2 separate regions of the Sus scrofa genome follow, and region 1 is linked to region 2. The links are chromatin contacts, called in public HiChIP or PLAC-seq maps. All regions are on one chromosome and are shown on one strand. The core of a region is the stretch at or near the end of the contact, and the rest is flanking DNA. Distances in the headings are between cores, read along the strand shown.

What was found. HiChIP or PLAC-seq counts read pairs in DNA pulled down with a chosen protein or histone mark.
Region 1: an H3K27ac HiChIP or PLAC-seq map of alveolar macrophages shows a contact between it and region 2. The contact joins the promoter of BHLHE40 here to the enhancer-like site in region 2. A contact is called at or near these places in 1 of 5 promoter capture datasets (liver), 19 of 47 Hi-C or Micro-C datasets (alveolar macrophages, brain, embryonic fibroblasts and 8 more) and 2 of 2 datasets of contacts at active chromatin or transcription factors (alveolar macrophages and skeletal muscle).

Annotation. Positions count from the first base shown.
Region 1 is chr13:61,526,084-61,531,091 of Sscrofa11.1, reverse strand. It overlaps BHLHE40 (basic helix-loop-helix family member e40), which reads right to left and starts at 3,080. Exons shown (of 5, transcript NM_001245010.1): 1 at 2,735-3,080; 2 at 2,499-2,568; 3 at 2,140-2,247; 4 at 1,082-1,205. The coding sequence starts at 2,814. It overlaps LOC106505661 (a long non-coding RNA gene), which reads left to right and starts at 2,254. Exons shown (of 12, transcript XR_002337646.1): 1 at 2,254-2,428; 2 at 2,575-2,738.
Region 2 is chr13:61,437,058-61,441,812 of Sscrofa11.1, reverse strand. LOC106505661 (a long non-coding RNA gene) reads left to right here. Exons shown (of 12, transcript XR_002337646.1): 7 at 1-4,080. Among named protein-coding and RNA genes, the nearest start is that of BHLHE40, 89 kb to the left of the region's middle. Within about 2 kb of position 2,387, at least 70 of the 83 cell types and tissues checked have an H3K27ac peak or open chromatin away from gene starts, as enhancers often do. A contact at or near this core is called in alveolar macrophages, brain, liver and 5 more, where this site is marked.

The DNA of each region.
Region 1 (5,008 bases), core at 1,831-4,330, 89 kb before region 2:
ATTCCATCATAGAAACAGACCATAATTAATAGAAACAGACTATTTCCCCTATTGTTGAATTTATAGGTTGTGCTTGCTTTTTCATTGTAAGCGACACAGCAAAGAACGACCTAGTATGTGTATAGCTAGAGTCAATTTGTAGAACATCAGTCTTACCATAGCAAGATGGACAGAGACCAGATAGTCATGAGAATGAAGGAACACTGTCACCTGAAGTACGCTTATTTTCAATGATTTATACAAGGGGCAGGCATGCTGTAATCTTTAAAGGCCATTCCTCAGTCTTTCCCCTGTATTCTATCCACGATCCCCAAGAAATTAGGTAGGATCATCTTCTTATTTTCAACAAGGAAACTGGCAGAAGCACCTGCTAGGTTCTTGTGACTCTCATCATAACAGTTTGGAAAGAGGGGCAGAGAGGAAAGGAATGAGGGATTGGATAGAAGAATTTCTCCCTGGTGTGTACAATATTATCTGGAAAGAGTGAGACGAGACGTGATTGTGATTCTCTGGAAGGTGATTGTGATTCTCTGGAAGTCAGGAGAAACATGATGAAACTTCAGTGGTTTCGTGAGATTGTGTAATTCACCAAGATACCTAGTGGCTATTCAGGGAACCACATGAAATGCAGGAAAAACTCCTGCTGTCATCCTGCCAGGATCATACCACACACCATGTGATAAGGAAGTAGAGACACAGGAAAACACTGGGGCATACCCATGATTTTATTCTCCAATGAAACAGGGCTAAGAAGACTAACTGTAAAACACCCACGATGCAAATTATAGGTGCCTTGGCATTTTGAAAGGAAGGGGGGGAAAACTCCCAGAACCTAGAAACTCTTTAAGCCAAAATGCCACAGAAATATTTTACCGTTTGACTAATACGTATTCATGCCAGGTGGCACATAGCAGCCTCCCAAATGAAAAGTCTGACCTTTTAGGAAAGATAAAACAGCATCTTCCCCAGTGAATGTGCATAAGCAGTTTGTTGCAGGAATGTTTCTTATGTCAGATGTTGAGCCCACAGGCTCTCCATTTGTGCTAGAACTCTTAGGAGATAGCCAGGCTCAGGAACTCACCAGCTTGCAAACCGCTCTGCAGGGCAATGATTTTCTGTTGTTGCTGATCAATTAGGTTCGTTAGTGCTTTCACATGCTTCAAGGTAAGTTCAAGAACCACTGCTTTTTCCAAGTGACCCAAAGTCTGGAATAAAAAGAGCCTCAGTCAGCAGGGAGCTCAGAGAAGTCCCACCTCTGGGACCCTTATTAGCAATGAGAGATGTCTCTAAAGGGAAAAAAAAACAAAAACAACCTTTCCTGGTTGGCTAAATTTCATTTTAAGTTTATAGATGTTTAAAATATATATATATATAATTATTAAAAAAAAACTAGTTAAAAAACAACAAATGAGTGTCACCCATCTTTGGAGGCATTTTGGAAGCAGCAGCTACCTCAGGAGAAAGCTCTGACAGATAAATTTTTCCAGCAGCCTCTGCTGACCTTAACTCAGGGGAATCCGAAGATTACATTTCTCTGCAGTGGTGTCAACCCGAGGAAGGACTTCTACTGTGTCTGGCAGCCAAGAGGCTTTCCCTAGTTTCTTTCCTGACACCCTGTCATAACTTCCAGTTCATCTAAGTTTTTTCTTCCCCCTAAATACTTCTTTTTTTTTCCCTTTCCCCAACCAAAGGCTGTCAAGCTAGTAAGCTGTTGACCATTGCCAAGAAAGGACAGGATGTTTAAAAAAAAAAAAAAATCACACACCCAAACAAGTCCTCTCATTTTAAAAAGAGATGGGGAGGAAAGAGGTTAAGAAAAATTGCAGGTTGCTTGGTTTGCTCAAGTTAGGAAATCAAGAGAACCTTGAAAATCACCAGAACGGTGAGCCTTAAACTCTTGCAAAGGAAGGCCAGCCGGTGTTGGTGCCAACTGGAGAAATACAAACGGTTTTCACCTTATTTGCATGAGGCTGCCAGAAAATTCTGAGGACTGGGGAAGTGTACCCCAAATAGCCACCCAGCAGCTCGAATCCAGCCGTCTGGCCTGCAGTTCCCGGCGGGACCTGCAGGCGGCGAGTGACCCCCGACCGCCCTCTGGGCAAAGGAGCTGGTTTGGAGAAGGGCCAGCTTCTCACTTACTGTAAGTTTGAGATGTTCGGGGAGGAGATCCTTCAGCTGGGCGATGCACTCGTTAATCCGGTCACGTCTCTTTTTCTCGATGAGCCGGTGCGGCAGTTTGTAAGTCTCCTGCAAGGCGCACGGGGAAATGGTGGGCTCCGGAGGAGGAGGATGAGAAGCCCTTTTCCTCCCTTACCCCGCGGCGCGAGAAGAGTAGGGGCAAATGAACAGAGTCACACCCAGAACTACCTTCTTCTCCAAGCCATCCAGGCACGGACCCCGCACCTTGCATACCCCCTCCAACCTCAAAGTGAGAAAAGTTTTCTTGGGAACTCAGTGCGTGCTAGGGGCTGGGGTCCCCAGGGGTCCGGGGCCCTTACCTTGCTGTCCTCGCTCCGCTTTATTCCCCGCCTCGACTTGTACACTTGATACATGTGGGCAAAATCCATCCTGCAGGGAGAGGGACGAAGAAGGGTCGTGACTTTGCCTGCGCACCCGCTGCAGGAACCCTGGCGGGCATGAACCCGCATATGCGCCCAGAGCGATTCCGAGTTGAAAGTCGCTCAGAACGCAGGACTGGAGTTGAGGCTTGAAGGGGCCGGGGGTGTCAACTTACCCTGGTAGGTCTCCAGGCTCCAGTCCTGGTGCTTTGGGCAGGCAAGCGGGGGGCGGCTGCGCGCTGGGTATCCGCTCCATGGCGCGGCGAGCCGGGGCCACTGTGCGCTCCTGTCTGCAGTGGCAGAGAGTCCGGTGAGGACTGTCCTGGAGAGGTTTCGAGGGGTCTCTCCTCAGGAGTTCCTCTGAGTCTGAGCTCCCTGAAATCCTCCGGCTGCCCGGAGCTTCGGCTTTGAGGTGTTGCTTCAGTTGGGGGCGTGCATGGTGTCCCCGCGGCTTCTGGCTCAGGCTCTGCGCACAGACTGGCGATGTGTGCTCCCTGCGCCGTCTGCGCTGTGCGAGCCAAGTGAATGAGAAGTGGGGCGGGCGGGGAGGCGGGAGGGAGCGGGGGGGGGGCGGTTAGGGTGGAGTGGGGGGGTGGGGGGAGAACGAGCCGAGGAGTAATGGAGAGGCTGCGGGCTGGGTTAAATGGGAGCGAGTGGGTGGGTTGGAGCTACGTGTTCTACCCTGTGACTCCAGGCACGTCTGGCCGCTGCCGGGGAGGGAAGGAGCGACCTGCCCGCCCTCCCCCGGCTTCATCACATGAGTCTCACGTGTTGGACAACGCTCCCGCGGCTGCGAGGGAGCCCCCACCCCCAGCTCCGGCCCCCAGGTGTCTGCGGCTGCCTTTCCCCGAAGAGGGGGTGGCAGCGCGGCCTGGGTCCTGCCCAGCCGGGTGGGGGGCGCGGAAGCTGGAAGGGCCCGGGGAGCCGGGGGGGGGGGGCAGGGAGGGGAGGTTGGTAACGTGGGCGAACCTGCCCCAGGGAAATGAAGTAAGTTCCCGTCTCCTGGGAGGGAAGGGGGAGGACGGATCCGCCCGCCTCTGACTCAAGCCGGGAGAGGAATATCCCCTCGCTCGCTCCAGCCCAACCCGTTTCCTCCTCCCCCCGCGCGGTCCGCTCGGAGGAACCAGCGCTCAGCCGAGGGAGTCGCCCGGCCCCCCTGCCTTCCCCAGGGGCTGGGGTTTCTTTCGGTGCCGGCTTCCCTGCCCCCACCCTCCAGCCCAGAGTCCAGGAATCGCCCGACGTGGGGAGGGGCCGAGGGGCGGGGCGGATGTCACCCCATGGGAAGCGGGCTGGCAGCCAAGCGCAGGGGCAGCCGAGGCCGCCGCCGAGCACGCTCTGCGCACCTGATCCGAGAGGCTGCGTGCGGCGGGCCCCTGGCTCCCCCGGAGTTCCGCTCCCGGGCACAGCCTGAGCGCTGGCGGGCACCCACTTGCCCACCCCCCAGGGTGCTCCAGAGTACCCCCCCCCCGCGCGCCTTGGACTAGTCAAGCACAGAAAGATACCCGGCGCGGAGCCCTGCGTTCCCTCCCTTCTCTGCCCCCACCGGAGCGGAGGCGCTCGGGTCGCCTCCCCTCGGGCTGCAACGTTACACAACCGTGGCGGCGGCGCCTGCCCTGCAGCAGCGCGGGGCGTGACACTTCACGTGGCCGGAGCTCGGGCCGCAGCGTCCCCGACTTCGAGCCCCTCTGCCCAGACCGGGGGACGGAGAGCCCCGGGCCGGTGTGGCCCGCCGGAGTCTGCCGTCTCCCTCCCTCCGGGAACTTCGGCGGTGCCGTGTGGGATCCTCACCCGGAGATGGAGGAAAGGGAGAGAGACTAGGAAAAACTATCTGCCCTTCACAGTGACATCTTAGCATTCATTCATTCTACACGCATTTGTTGACTTCCCTACCCTGTGCCAGGCATTGTCCCCGTTGCTAGACACACCGTGGGGGAATCCAACGCAGATTCTGCCCTTGAATTTACAGGAACCTCTGGGAAGATAATACCTTGGGCAAGGCAGCCCTGGAAAACGATATCGGTGCCATTGGTGGACAGAGGAAAAAAAGATAAAGTGTTTTTGTTTTGGGGGGTTTCCTACTAAAAATGGTATTTAATGCTAACCAAGACGCCTGGGTAGAGGAGGGATGAGAAGTTAACACACTGCCCGGAGCTTGGGGCAGAAAGGTCTCTTCCCAGCGGCCCGAGATCTCCGCAATTTCACTTAGGTCGCCTGAGGCCCCCACCTACCTTCCCCGGAAAAGTCCGGCCTCTGTGACCTTCTAACTCAGCCTGGAGCAAGGAAAACAGCTGAAACTCCAAGCGCGCGGCGTGAGCATCGCTGATGCAGTCAGAGGAGGGAGCCAGTGGAAATTCATGACTAAAATAAGGCCTGGCTGGGGATTTCACTGACCTCTACGCTGCCCTGCCCTGCAAGTTCGGGGAGTTGAGAGATGACTGTAAGCCTTTCCC
Region 2 (4,755 bases), core at 1,138-3,637:
AGAAACACAATTAATGAATTATCCAATTGTTCTCTTCTGAGTTAGCCTGAGTTTAACCTTTATCTCTGGACTGGCCAATTAGACTTGTGACATCCCCCTAATCACTCATCACATGATCTCAGCTTCTGAGGCTATTCTTCTATCTTCAGGACTTTGCTCCTGTTACAACCTATTTTCCTTTCCACCTCTTCCTCTTCCTTAGCCTCAGGGGGTGGGAAATCAAAATGCTGTTGGGTTTTACAGCTAGGTATACTATCTTTTACAGGGAGAAGGAAGCATAAGAGCTCTGAAAGGAGATGGAGTAGGGATCCTGGAACTAGGATTTGACAAAATAATTTAGCCAATTGAATATATGTCTATAACCATTGTGTTGAACAATCCAAACCTGTTGAAAGGAGAGAACCCTAAAGTGAACTGGATTTTTTGTTTTGTTTTGTTTTTTTAAAAAATCTTCAACCATGGACTTTATACTTTCGAAATAGGCAATTCCTTCGGCAAGTATTCTCAAAAATCTTCATTTCGGGAGAACTACAAGTTGCCAAAAGGTCCCCTAGAACTAGATCTTTGATCAGTAATTGGGAGGTTGGGTATAAGGATAAGCTCTGTGGTAGGTTGAGCACAGGGTCTCTACCATAAAGAGCTCATTATTCAGGAAGTTATCAGGTGCCTTCCCATTTGCTGTCCTAAGGTAGACATAGCAGTTGAGCCGTTACTGGCTCTATCTGCCTCAGAAATTTCCACAACAGCATCCAGATACAGGCAGAATCTTGTGCACCTTACCCAGTTCAATTACTCCTTTATCAAAGTCCTTAATTTTCCATGTGGGATGTGGTAGAACAGTAAAACTGAGATCTTTCTGGCACTAAGCTCTTACCCCGTCCCTACGTCTTTTGTACTTTATTGCCAGAACTCTCAGGAGTTCTGGCAATAAAGTACAATGAAGAAATGGTATTTCTTCATTGTACAATAAATACAAATGAAGAAATGGTATTTATTTATTTATTTATTTTTTTGGTCACCATAAGTGATATACAAATCCTTATGCTCAAGAACGTAGCTTATCATTACAACTAGAACATAGATTACCATCTGCTAGATCTGCTACCCAATTAATTTTTTGGTGTTTATCCCTTCTCTCAGCTCTTGCTGTTATCTCCATAAACTAGGATCTTCTTATCCTTGTTTCCTTAATAATTCACACTGTCTCCCCTCACAGCCTATTTCCAGGGCTTCCATCTCCTCAAAAATTCAGTTTAGGCCCCACAAAGCCAAATGAAGGAAAGAAATTCTTTCAAATGTTATGAAGAAAGATGTGATTAAAAATCAATCCGTGAACAGTTACCAAGTTCTAAAAATCTTTGGGGAAGAGGGTGGCAAAGAGGAACCAGAAATTTAAGATCTCCAGTCAGTAATGCTTTTCATTATATATTCAATTCCCATTGTTCCTTAATCTTTCCCCCATTCTATATGGACAAGAAAATGAAATTTGGGGTAGAGTAGCAGATCTGGATAGTATTTGCATCCAGATACCAACCTAAAAAACTGTCCATGGGAACTCATAATCAAGCGCAGCTATCTGCTGCCAAATATGACAAATGGGGACATATATTCACTTAAGTCCTGTATCAGTAACATTCCATCTTACCAGAGGCTATGACACTTTCTTCCTAGTGTTAGAAACAACGAAAAGCTTCTAGTCCTCAAGGGAAATGTGGCTTGAGGGATCCTTGGTGTATGACACACAAAACTGACATAACACACATACTTCGTATTTCAAATATAACTTCGCGGTGTACAAATAATACCTATAATTGGGTTAAATTAATGGCAGTAGTCTAAGCATCGGTGAAGTTCTAGGCCTGCCCTGGACTAGCCTCTAGAGCAGGTTACTGCCGGTGGGTGCCCTCAGGTGAGACTTCATCTCTGGGCTTACTACTCCTACTGGGAGATGAAACTTGGCTCAGAGCGCCCTGGAGACGATCATTACTGCAGCGTGTGCCACTCTTCAGGAACCCCTGATGTTCTTACATGAAGGACTTAGTTGGGGTTCGAGTGATTTAGACATAAAATGGGAAAATCCGGAGCAGTTCTGACTTCCCTTTGACGACGCCAAAAGGGCATTGAGTGCAGCCCACGACACCCACTTTTTTCTTTTTCAGAGGAAACGCCTCCTCTCCCATCCAGACCTGCCCCGCCTCCCCGCCTTCCAAAATAACTCGCGGCCTCAGCAGCTCAACCGCGTTCTGACCCCATCCAAACCCCTACCGCGCGCACGCGCACAGAGAGAGCGGCAAAGCCCGCGGCGGGGCGGGAGGTGCAGGCGCGAGCCTAGGCTCCAGCTCTCCCTCGACGGGGCGGGGCCCCGAGGGGCGGGGCGAGAGCGAGGTCCCGCCTTGCCATTGGCGTTGGCCTGGCCAGGTGGAGGGCCAGGTGGAGGCCCGCGTGAGCAGCTGGCCCACGGGCCCACGGTCCCAAGGGCCCCTGCGCGCAGGCGCAGAGCGGGGCTGGGAGCGAAGGCGGGGGAGGGAGTGCCTGGGAATAGGCAACGTACTCCTGGCGCGGTGCCTTGCAGCTGATGGCGGGTGGGGCCGTAGAGTAGGGCTGGCCGCCGCTTTCTCCTGTGGACCGAGGCTGCTGACGGGAAAACGATCCGGGAGGGAAGCGTCCGCGCCCAGGCCCCTTTCCCTGAAAGTCTGCGGCATCTTAGAGCCGAGTAAACCAGACAGAACGTTGAAGTTCGCAGACCTCAGCCTTCGAGGCCTCTCTGCCCGCTGCCGGCTTTGAGTCCTCTGGCGTCACTTAGCCTGGCCTCGGTTTCCCCACTCTTGTAGAGGGCTTGTGGCCTGAGAGTGGCCGCGAAGAAGAGTTCACGTCACAACCACTACGTGCCTAGTGAGTTTTTTGAGCATCCAAGTCACGCCCTTGCCCTCAGGGAGCCGGGTGCCTAGTGGCGGCTCTGAGCAAGATGGAAGTTCCGCGGTGGTGTAGCGCCAGGGCCCGGAGTGCGCCCCTCCTGGTGGCTTGGCCGCACTGCCTGCGTGGGCTCCAGCCTCGGCTTCCTCATCAGCGCACAGAATGTGCTTCACAGGTAACGAGGGAGTGTGGAGTGCCAAGCGTCGTCCCTGGCACGTGGTGGGCTCACAACACGAGTTCCAGGCTTCAGTCAGTGCCAAGGGTATCTTTCAGAGCAGCCAGGAGGTCCAGAGGTGCAAACACAGACCATGCGACTCAGGGGGCATAGCTGGAGAACAGAATCCAGTTCCTCTCCGACCGGCTAGGGAAAAGGGATATGATGATTAATTGATTAAGCACACTCCCTTTGATCCTTGTCTTGCCTTAGAAAAGGCTTCCTCAGGCTTCCTTTCCCCGTCTTTTTAGTTGGTAGTGTTTTAGAAAGGCTAGGAAACATTGATTTTTCTGAATTCACTCTTACATTAAGTCCTGTTCTGATGATGAAGAAGGAAACTTGATTGATCTGCATTTGGGGCAGTTATTAGTGTACTGGATTAATTTGGAATAAACTTGTCAGTACTCAACAGGAGAGCTGGCAAAAAAGCAGATGTTCAACTGTTAGTGTGGCTCTCTGTTGAAGGCTTGAAAAATATTCGTGTTCTGTACTGTGTTAGCTTCCTGGTCTCAATAATACCCACCCCTACCTCCATTGTCACTAGGGTGGTCCTTATAAACTATTGTTAATTCTTTTTTTGAGACATTTTTGACCTTAATGTCACCTTTTCCTACCAGTAACCACTTTAAGATCCTGTTGCTGCAAGAGTTCAGGGAAAATCCATTTGTAATATTTAGAGGATGACCACACCCTGACTTCTGCAGAGTGTTGAGTAAATCAAACTAGTTTGTTGTTTTTTTTTTTTTTTTTTTTTTTTTTTTCTGGAAAAAACCTGCAGCTGAAACTGAGATTAGGAATAAAGAAAACCAGCTGGATCTTGTCCCTTAATGCCAGTGATAGTTTCTGTTTGTGGTCTGTTTGTCATTCAGCACGCTTTGGGAGAATGTGACTAGCTTTTTGTAAGCCTACCGTGGTATGCTCTACGTGATCCCTTGCATCCAAGATATGCACAGGTAACTGATTGATCCTGACCTCCTTAAGTGACTGACAGGTGGGCTGTCAGTGGGCTGCCCACAGGTAGATCCTTATTGGAAAAACTGGCCATTTGGTTGATATTATCTGTGAATAATAATTTTAGAATTTATTACTGAAAGCACATGAGGTATTCCAGGGCTTGACTTTTTCATTTATTTTCATCTTTTCATTTCTGTATTTTATACAGTTGTTATAGAATTTGTGTGCTAATGTTACAGTTTCTTGAATTTGGCTTAAAAGAGCTAGCTGTCCTTGGTCTCACTATTTCAGTTCAAAATAAATTATTTAACAGAGTATAATATGTTGAATAACTGCAACAATCATAATAAACATTGATAATGTACCATTTTCATTTAATATTTATGTTTATCATTTATATCCATTATTTTATTTCACCATTTTGAACACTGGGGAATAAAATAGTGTGTTTCCACCTCAGGAAATTTTTAACTTGGTTTTCTCTATTTTTTTTTTTTAAGAGAAAAGAATCTTCCTGAAAAGTGATGCCTTTTGTTGTGATAGAAATCTAGAATGCTTATAATGTTTCATTGAGAAGCAGTAGTCTCCTTTAACATTTTTATTGTTTTTTTCCTTTCTTTCAAATGCAGTGAAAACCTCTGTCAATGTTAGTGTGGCCCTTAGCCAAAGCCAAT